3 separate regions of the Mus musculus genome follow, and regions 2 and 3 are each linked to region 1. A link is a contact called in public promoter capture Hi-C data. All regions are on one chromosome and are shown on one strand. Each heading gives the region's core, a stretch centred on a gene start, on an enhancer-like site or on the middle of the called end of the contact. The rest is flanking DNA. Distances are from core to core; before and after follow the strand shown.

What was found. Promoter capture Hi-C pulls out the DNA fragments that hold promoters and counts their contacts.
Region 2: a contact with region 1 is called in a promoter capture Hi-C map of 3T3-L1-derived adipocytes, with 4 times the contacts expected there. The contact joins the promoter of Mospd1 here to the promoter of Zfp449 in region 1. A contact is called at or near these places in 5 of 39 promoter capture datasets (3T3-L1-derived adipocytes, cranial neural crest, frontonasal cranial neural crest and 2 more).
Region 3: a contact with region 1 is called in a promoter capture Hi-C map of pre-B cells, with 4 times the contacts expected there. The contact joins the promoter of Rtl8a here to the promoter of Zfp449 in region 1. A contact is called at or near these places in 3 of 39 promoter capture datasets (cranial neural crest, hippocampal neurons and pre-B cells).

The regions. Positions count from the first base shown.
Region 1 is chrX:56,344,739-56,347,902 of GRCm38.p6, forward strand. It overlaps Zfp449 (zinc finger protein 449), which reads left to right and starts at 1,659. Exons shown (of 5, transcript NM_030139.5): 1 at 1,659-1,701. It overlaps Gm38625 (a long non-coding RNA gene), which reads right to left and starts at 1,658. Exons shown (of 3, transcript XR_878111.3): 1 at 1,439-1,658; 2 at 338-403.
Region 2 is chrX:53,368,923-53,372,086 of GRCm38.p6, forward strand. Mospd1 (motile sperm domain containing 1) reads right to left here and starts at 1,637. Exons shown (of 6, transcript NM_001290514.1): 1 at 1,500-1,637.
Region 3 is chrX:53,642,296-53,645,459 of GRCm38.p6, forward strand. It overlaps Rtl8a (retrotransposon Gag like 8A), which reads right to left and starts at 1,468. Exons shown (of 1, transcript NM_024170.2): 1 at 193-1,468. The coding sequence starts at 1,326. The coding sequence ends at 985.

The sequences.
Region 1 (3,164 bases), core at 409-2,908:
TTTGATCCTGTCAGCAAGGTGGAACACGTTCTAGAGATGGCGGAACTCAGGAACCTCCTAACCTAACAATGAACCTCCTAACAACGGCACGCACGCATGAAAATGTCATAAGTAAAATCTTTACTTGCACAATTAGTATATGTTAATTTAAAATGGTGGATGGATAATATGATACAATTATATTGTATGAAGGTATGAAATTTTCAAAGAATAATTTTTAAAAAGAAGAAAAGAAGGAGCATGTGTGAGATTCTAGGTTCAATTCCCAGGAAAAGAAAACAGGAAAACACAGCAACATGAACACAAAACACAGAAAACAAACAGAGCTGTCTCCTACCTTGGGGCCAACTTTGAAGCAGAGAAATCTTCCCTCAACACATTCTCCAAGGCTTCCAAGATCTCTCTAAACAAATCACACTTTTTAAAAAATTATTATTATTGTAGTTCCTTCGAATTCTCAAAAGCATAGGTGGGCAGCCTCTAGGATGGAGATGGGTTCCCTGGGGATAGGTCCTGCCTTTGTGCAATTTCATTTGACTCTCAGACCCAAAGAATCATCAGGCTCCCATAACACCTTGGTTGAGATGAGCTACTCTTCCTTCAAAGATGACTAGGGCCCTGGTAAGAGTAACAGTGGCTTTGCAGGACTTGAGAGTCAGGGGCTCCAGGCCTCAGCTAATGAGAACAACTTTGGCTTGGATGAAGCTGTCTTCAGTGCCTGCCAACAACACCGCTCCTCCCATGTCTGTCTTGCTTCCACCGGATCATCAAGGAGGAACAAGAACAAGCAGCTTTTTTCCTTGCTATCTTGGACACACTCAGGTCTAGATACAGGTTCTCAGGCAGAAACAAAGTCCTAGGGCTAAAATTCTGGCACACACAGACCAATAGCCCCAGCCTCGGACCAAAAATGAGCATTTTTTCCCAATCAGCACTATTGTATTTAGTGGCCCTTGGACCAAGTCTCACTACAACTCACTGACAAAGGAGAAGGGAAAGTTTGCTTTCAAGGGCAGGAAAAGCAGGGAACCAATTGGAAGACTTGAAATAATGCCAGAAGGCTAATCTTCAAACTTCAGAGACCACTGGGGGCTGTTGAAGGTGGAGAGGAATAGGAGGGTTCCCTAGATGGAAGCTCTAAGCTTACAAGAGGAAAAAAAAAACTAAGATGTATATTCAAGGTCACTGTGGCACACAGACAACACAGATCAGTCAGAATCCCCCCCCCCAAATTTTTTTTTTTTATTATTAAAATGGCTCTAAGCTCTTTTGCTCTCCAGGGTGTCGTTAGGGACCCTGAAATCTGAGTTTTAAAAAATGCCTTCTCAAGAACCACCTCCTCCCCGAGGGAATCACTGAGTGGGTAGGGGCTGTTTTAAACAAAGTTTTTCCCCCACCTGCATCAATTAATCTAAAGCTGTTGGGAAGTAGCTCTTACTTGACTCACTACTCGGGGCTCGTCCCACCCAATCCCCTAGGACCATAAAGCTATAAGACCGGAAATAGGAGCTCTTCCAATGCAGCTTGAAACTAGGTGGAAGACTAGAAGAGTCCCAGCCATCCCCCACGTCAGCATCCTAGTGGGCTCTAAAAGCGGCGGGCGGCGTGGAGCCTGCCGGGAGCTGTAGTACTCAACGCGGCTGTGCGCCTGCGCCCTGGGCAGTTGCCGGTGAGCTTGGGAGAGCCGTGGGCGCAGAGGCGGTGAGTCCCGGAGCGGACAGAGGGCGTGGCTGTCCCTGGGGCGCGGGCGCGGGTAACGGGGCTCTTTTTTGCAAGGCTGGGGCCACACAAACTGGCAAATTTCATATGTGCCCTGGGAGCCAGGCCCCAGGAGCAAAGAGGAGCGGCGGGCTCCTATTCGTTCAGGGACCCCGCCGCCGCTCCCTGCGACCTGGCCAGGCCTTGCTGGGAGTCCACGATGGCAGGGAGTGCCCATCTGGGTGGTCGGACATTGTCATCCAAGAGCTCTTGGACACCACGTCCCTAACACTGGCATGGGGTTTTAAACCAGCTTTTAGGCTTTTCAGGGACATGTCACGCCTGCTGTTTCCCCAAGTGCCCTCTTTGATTAACGGTGCCTTACGGGTAGGCCCTGTGAGGGTGGATTCAGAGGCAAGCTTGGGGGCGGGGGGGGGGGGCACTGTTCCTTAATGAAGTGAAGTTTTTACTATGTAGGGCCCAGGAAAGAAACCTAGAGAAACACTTCCCTGGTAGACGTGGTGGAAGGTTTTGGGTCAGCCAGGAGAGGCTTCCCTAGCCAGCTGTGCGACTGGAGCAGCTTAAGTACTGGGTCCCCAGCCAACAGACTGCAGATCCTTGGATATCCTCCAGCAACGGTTCCATGCCTGGGCTCAGGAAACTAGAAGCTTCCTAGGAAGGAGTCTTGACCAGCAATAAACTTCACTTGAGTTCTCGCCTTGTGCCAGGCGGGCTGCTATTCACTTTCTGTGCCATTTGATCCTCGAAGGATTATTTTTTATGACGTTGATGCTATCGTTATGTGCTTGTTGTAAACAGAGGCATTTGGGTGTGAGGACTGCACAGCAAATTATGCCTAAATACATTTGGCACAGAAGGACAGGTTACTGTTACAGTGATGGTTGATATGAAGTCAGTTTCAGTCCAGTTGACAGAGTGGGAAGAGGTTCCGGACTCTTTTCCTTGAATCCTCTTCAAAAACCTTAAAGAGGACAGGTATAAGAGTTGTCTCAACCAAAAAAAAAAAAAAAAAAAAAAAAAGTATAGGCAGAGGCAGGCGGATTTCTAAGTTCAAGGCCAGCCTGGTCTACAAAGTGAGTTCCAGGACAGCCAGGGCTACACAGAGAAACCCTGTCTCGAAAAACCAAAAAAAAAAAAAAAAATAGTTGTCTCAGTAGATGGGGGAGGGGGCATAGTGTATATGCATATTCAGGTCCTGAGCCCTGGATAGACATGTATACAACCAACCCTGTGACCTCAGAGATTGCACTAAAAATATCTTGACACTATTAGTTATTTAGGAAGTACCGTATTGTCCCTCCTACATTTCTTTTGAAATCTCCATATAGAAAAATAGAATGACTTGGAATTAGGGTAGGAATGGAATTAAATTAAATCAGTGGGGCCTTAAGAAAAGGCAGGGTTCTTACCTGTCTCTGTAAGATATTAGAGAAGTGCTTTGGATA
Region 2 (3,164 bases), core at 387-2,886, 3.0 Mb before region 1:
ACACTCAAGTGTGTACTACATGTAAAGGGGGTCTACCAAAACCCCCTTTAAATTTGAAAAATTCGAAAATTTCAAGTGTCCTGGCACGGCAGGAAACCTCTATTGCACTGTGAGTTCTACATATCCCTCAAAAACCAGTTTAATCTCACATCCTGTTTGAGAATACGGACTGAAAAATTTTAAAGACACATTTGGCCATGTTTCCTGTTCTCCAAACTTACCACCGATCTATACCAAATATATGAAATATACGTGTAATTGAAAAGCTGGCTGTCTACTCCTTACTCAATTTCCTGACTGTAGTATTTTATACACAAAGAGCTTTCCTAATACTTACAGGAAGTGTGGACAAGATTTTCGTCACTAAGAATGTATTAAATCCCATGTGTGCCTTTCCCGAAAAGAGTAGACTTTCTCCTGTCTGGAATTCACATTAAAAACAAAAAGTGTTCCAATAGAACAGGACTGCCTTTTAGGCAAAATTTAGGAACTTGAACTTTTTTTCAGGGTTACTTTCTCTTAAAATGTCCTTAAAGGACAAAATACTAGGACCCTTTGCACTTCTTACTTGCCCTGTGGCTTTCCCAAGTGAACTTTCCTTCCATTCTACTAGCACAGCAATGCTACTTCAGTGAGAGAAAGACAAATGTCAGTTACTTTCCCCAGAGGGAAACAGCAGAAGATTAAGGGCTGAGGTCTAGGGAGGGGCTAAAACCTTCCTGCCTAAGACCAGCCCCACCTGCTTGGGGCCCAGCCTTTACAGCCCTATCTCCACACTACCCGGCTCCATGTGAAACTGGTCATGTGAGCCTGTTTACAGCTGAGCAGCTGGTGCAACCATCAGGATCTGTGCAGAGGTCCAGGGAGGGGTAAGGATACAGGCCACTTACCTCCTTTCTCCCCTATGTAATTCCAAGAAGATACTTGCTTCGACCACCAACCACCCTCCCTCCCAGTCTCTCTACTTTCCTTCATGCCCCTTCAGGCAAAGCCATCCTGGGACGCCTGGCTCCGGTCGCCCCCCGCCCCGTTTCCGTCCAGTTGCTCGCGGGGGGGAACGGCTGAACTGCAGGAAGGGCGAGGACAGGGTCATCCCAAACTAGGTAGTCGACTGACTTCCCTCCCACAGCCCTCCAGGCAATGTCCGCCAAAGAGTTGTCCCTAGAGCTGCATCCCCAAGGCAACTGAACTCTTGTCGGGCAGGCAGCGGGAGGTTTCGGAGGCTGCCTTCGTCTAGGCAGGGGTAGCTACACAACTCTGCTGGCCCTGGAGACCCTGCAGAAGGGCCACCAACAGTCCAAGAACGGTGGACCCGCTGCCCGGTCCCCGCCACCCACCTTAGCCCGGCACTGAACAGCCCTGCTGTCAGTCACAGAGCCAAGCTCTGGCTACGGGTACTGGCATTGTCTACACCGGAGGGGGAGGTCTCAGCCATGTAAGTTCCATGTCTTCCCCGCAAGTCAGAGAAAGTGGGTGACGGGACATTGAGGGACTCTCACCTCAGCAACACTGGCTCCTCGGAAAGCAGCTGCGACTGCTCCCTGCTCCTTTGTCAGAGTCTCCAGACTGCACTGCCTGCTGGGATATGGGAGGACTCGACTGCCACCTCTCCCCGCCCAGGAGGATGAGTCGCAACTGGGGGGTGGGTGAGAAGAGGAAGGAAAGGCGGGCCCGGGGCGGGGTCTAGCCGGGGGCGGGGCTTCTGTGTTGCCACCTGGCTTCTGGGGTTTCTTCCTTCTCTATGCTTCAAACTACTTCCTTTGTCCTCTGGCCGCCCCTCCTTTTCCTCCGCCCCCCTCACCCGCCCCCAGAGGATTAGAGGCTTTCTCTGAGTGCAATCTCTTTGCACTCATTTGGTGGTGACCTTTGACGTCTGCCTCATTCACTCCTCTCCCCAACTCAGAATGCATTCCATACAATGAATACCCAAGGCTTGTGACTCTTCCTCTGAGACTCTGTATTAAGCACTAGCTCTCTTTCTCCACTCTATCATCGGCGCAAAGCAGACTGTTCAGGATTTGTTCATGCTGCTACAGTAGCTTCCTATTTGGATTCATTCTTTCTACTGTTACTTTGTCTAAACTATTGCCCAGACAGCAATCCAGTTGGCTCAGTCTAAGGTATAGGTGACCCTGCTGTTCTACTTAAAGCTTTTCAAGCCTGGCATGGTAGAACAAGACTATAATCCCAGTATTCAAAGGCTGAGGCAGGAGGATCCTGAGTTAAGACAAATTTGAGTTACAAAATAACAATTGACTTTTAAAGGGGAAATCTCTATTCTCAGGTCTGTACTCTATTCTTAGAGTCTTTCAGGCAGGTATGCTGCTACAGGGCTTTAATCCTAGCACTTAGAAGGGGAAGCAGTAGATCTTTGAGACTGAGGCCAGCCTGCTTATATATGAGACCCCATCTCAACACCAAGCAAACAACAAATGAGAGAGAAAAGACTTTTCGGCTAGGAACAATGGACAACTGTTAAGTCAAGCACCAAAGGGGCAAAGTCCCAAAGACCCCAAGGACTTCATATCTCAGCAGCCTGGCCTACCTAGCAAGACCCAGTGTGCTGGACACAAGACAGCCAGGATAGAGAAACCCTGTCTCAAAAAAGAAAAGTAAATGAAATGGAAAACACTTCAAAATTCAAACTTAATTATGTTCAAAAAGGAACAATACGGTCCAAGGGTACCCTCTGCACAAGTATAAGACCCAAAACCTTCCTCATTACTCTTAATCAATGGGTCTATAACAGTAGATATCACTTGGGCCCTAGGCTCTGAGACCTTTACTCACAGACTTTGTGCAATGCTCTTATCTGTCTTTTGAACACCTATCTTTCAGGATCCAGGGGAAATGTCACTTTCCCAACTAACCTTTCAGAATCTTCCATAAGAACGACATGTCTTATTTGTTTGTCTGAAACGTGGCCTGACTATAGCGCTAGCTGGTCTGACACACGTTATGGAGGCCAAGATGGTTCTAACTTGCAGTGATCCTCCTATCATGCTGGGATTACAGGCATGTACCACTAAATCCACCAGACGCTTTCATAAAAACTGTTGACCCCTATTCTACTAGCAAAGAACACTGCTAATTCTGTTTTGCAATTCTTCCTGATATAGGTAACCATGTCCTATTCCCTCAGAAGAGGCCATTGCTTCCAGCAT
Region 3 (3,164 bases), core at 218-2,717, 2.7 Mb before region 1:
CTGATCTGAATTAAAGATTTACGTTGTGGCTTTAAGCAGTATCACAAACAGATTTTACCTTAGAGAGTAACATAAGTGACTGAATAGCAGGGCACAATCACCACCTCTTGAACATGGACCCCACCTACAGACACCTGCAGGGGTTAAGGTTGTGGGGAGGGGTGGTAGGATGCTATACTAAGTAAGACTCCATTTCCTTTTAAATAGCATCTGATGTTTATTCAACGTGAGGAAAAGGCTTCTGTACAGGTAGAGCAGACAAGAAGGAAAGAGCACAGGGGCTACTGTGTTGGAAAAGGCATACACATCAGAGAAAGAGCTGCAAGCTGGTTTCTCAGGAAAACCAGCTAGTCCACAAGACAAAATGGGAGACAGCAGGTTTCTGGGAGCAGGGAGGGGAAGGGTCCCGCTGAAGGTGAATCAATGTCCATGGGCCGTGGGCAGCCCAGGTACCTCCCAGGTGAGTCCGGATCAGTTAAGGGCAGCAGCCAGTCCACAGATGGGTTGTGCAGGGGCTTGAAATGGCAGCGTCAGCACAGGCCTTATGGGCAGAAGCTTGCAGTCTGTCCACCAGATAGAAAGCAGTGGACAGCATGACATGTCCATCAGGTGGCAGGTGATCTGTCCATTAGGTGACAGGAGCCCATCTTGCAGCTGGAGCCTGGGACAGTGTCCAAACCTGCCAGGGATGGGCTGAGCTGTCAACAGTGGGAGGCCTTGTGCTCTCCAGAGCCAGGCCCAGCAGGGACAGCAGCAGGGGCCTGGGGAGCTATTCCTGGAACAAAGGCTAGGACACAGGAGGAGACAGGGGCGCGCGCATGCGAGATCTCCAGGCAGGGCGGGCGCGGGAGGTGGGGGAGTTCTCGGGGTAGGAGGGGGGCCCGGGGGGAGGGCGCACTCGGCGACCCCGGCTGCAGCCACAGGACAACACAGCAGCAGCCCACCCTCCCGGAGCCCCAACCCCAGGCCAGGCTTGCCAGAGGCCTAGAAGTCCTCATCCTCCTCCCACCCGAACACCCGCTTCATCTCATTCAGGAAGCCGTTGTAATCATTGAGCAGGGGGCTGTCGATCTTGATGTAGGGGATCACCCACTGCAGGGCCCGGCCCTTGAGGCGGGTGATGAGGAACGTCACCTTGAGCTCGTCGGTGTCGAAGGTCCTGTCGTCCACCAACATGTAGGAGCCGGTCTGCACGATGAACTCCGGGAGCTTGTCCATCTCGCCATCAAACAGCTCTGGAAACGGGATGGGGTTCCGCCGACGGCGCCGCCTGTTGTGCCTGAGCATGTAGGCCTTCGGCCTCTTTACCTTGCCTTGGCCTTCCATGACGCTGCGCTCTCTGGGCTGATCTAGTCGCTTGGTGGCCGGGCTGGCTGGAGGCTCTCCGGACTCTTGATGGGGTCAGCTGTGCTTTGCTGGATCTGCAGAGCACAGAGATTGTCAATTACAAAGGCGTCGCCGGAAGTGCGTAGGAGAAGAGGCGTGCCCAAGGTCTCGGGAAGGGGGCGTGGCCTTTGAGCGGGACATTGGGCCAACTTTAGATCTATAGTGATCTCAGCCCACAGGGTTGTGAGCTATTTCAGGCGCCAGTCCAAGAGAAGCATTAATAGGGTTAGTGGAGCAAAGTAATTTGTGCCCAAGACTTTCACCAAGGTAGTGTGGGGCCAATGTGGTCTCTCATTCTGTAATCCCAGCATTTCAGAGGCTGGGGTAGGAGGATTATCATGATTTAAGGTCACTCTGTCTACAGAATGGAACCCTTGTTTCAGATGAGGAAAAATTGCAGCGACTATAACTCGAAGGGCTTTCCTGGCTTGCTTAAGACCCTTTAGTTCATTGTCTAGTTCCCTGCTTTGTGGTGTGTAGGGGCGATCACAGGATGGCCTTAGTTTCCCTAGGGGAGTGTACCTTGGAACTTTGCATTAAGATCACAACTGATTCTACTGTTTTGGAGAGCATGCATATATCTGGAATTAATTTACTCTATTGTGAGTATTCCCATCTTATGCTGTTTTACCTTATGGGTTCCTTCAAACAGCCCAGCCCTTGACACATTGTTTTTGGAAATTTTCCTCAATGGTTTTCTAATATGTTCCTCAGTATAACTTAATCTATGTGATGATGCCTTATAATTAAAATTGCTGACTTTTACTTGGCACATCACTGAAAAGCTATGTCTCTGTGTGCTGTGGAAGTTTGTTCCTGGTATCTATATTTTATTATTTATTGATTTATTTTTGAAGTAGCATCTTTCCTTGTGTCCCAGGCTTGTACTTTCAGTAGTCCTGCCTCACCCTCCCAAGTTCTGGGATTCCAGGTGTGAGTTTCCATGCCAAGCTTTGGTATGGCTTTTAGGAGAGTAAAACAGTATTGGGAAGGGATGTTCCATTATGGATCCTTAAAGGATAAGCCCTTCCCTGTTCATTTTCAAGTTGGCATAACTCAGTTCATTGTGGTTGCATAAACTGAGACATTTTCTTGCTCTATAAATTACAGACCATAACATAATAAGCTTCTTCAATCTCCTTCTAGTATCATGAGTTCTTGTGGTTAGATCATCCAGGATTATCTTTTTAAAATTCATTTGATTTTTTTTAACCTATAGTTCTATAATTTTAATTCCTACTTGCATTATATGCCCCTTTTCTGAGGATTAGGACACAGGTAACTCTGGGGCAAAGTTATTCTATATTCCTTTGTATAAAGACTTATTTCTTACTGATTTTTCCTTGATAAATTGAGCTTGTAGCAGGCATGATGGGTTTTACCTGGTACTCCACTGAGAAGAAATAAAAGCTGAAGCAACTTCAGGTAGAGACAAGGCCAGATTACATAATTAGACTATCTCAACCAAAGCAAATGCTGGGTCAGTGAAATGACTTAAGTAAAAGTGCTTTGACCCCTACAAGCTCCCCACGTGTATGCCTGTCCTCCAACATACTATACATACATATACAATAACAATATAAATACAATATATAATATATAATATATATGCAAATGCTGAGCTTAAATATAGCTCAGTTGATAGTTTCCCTGCCCTTATATATACAAGGTCATGAGCTTGACCCCTATATAAATTGTGTGTGGTAATCTCCTGCCCTTGGAGAACCATTGGGCATTAACTGAAAACTTTGGCTACACAGTGAATTCAAGCCTAACCT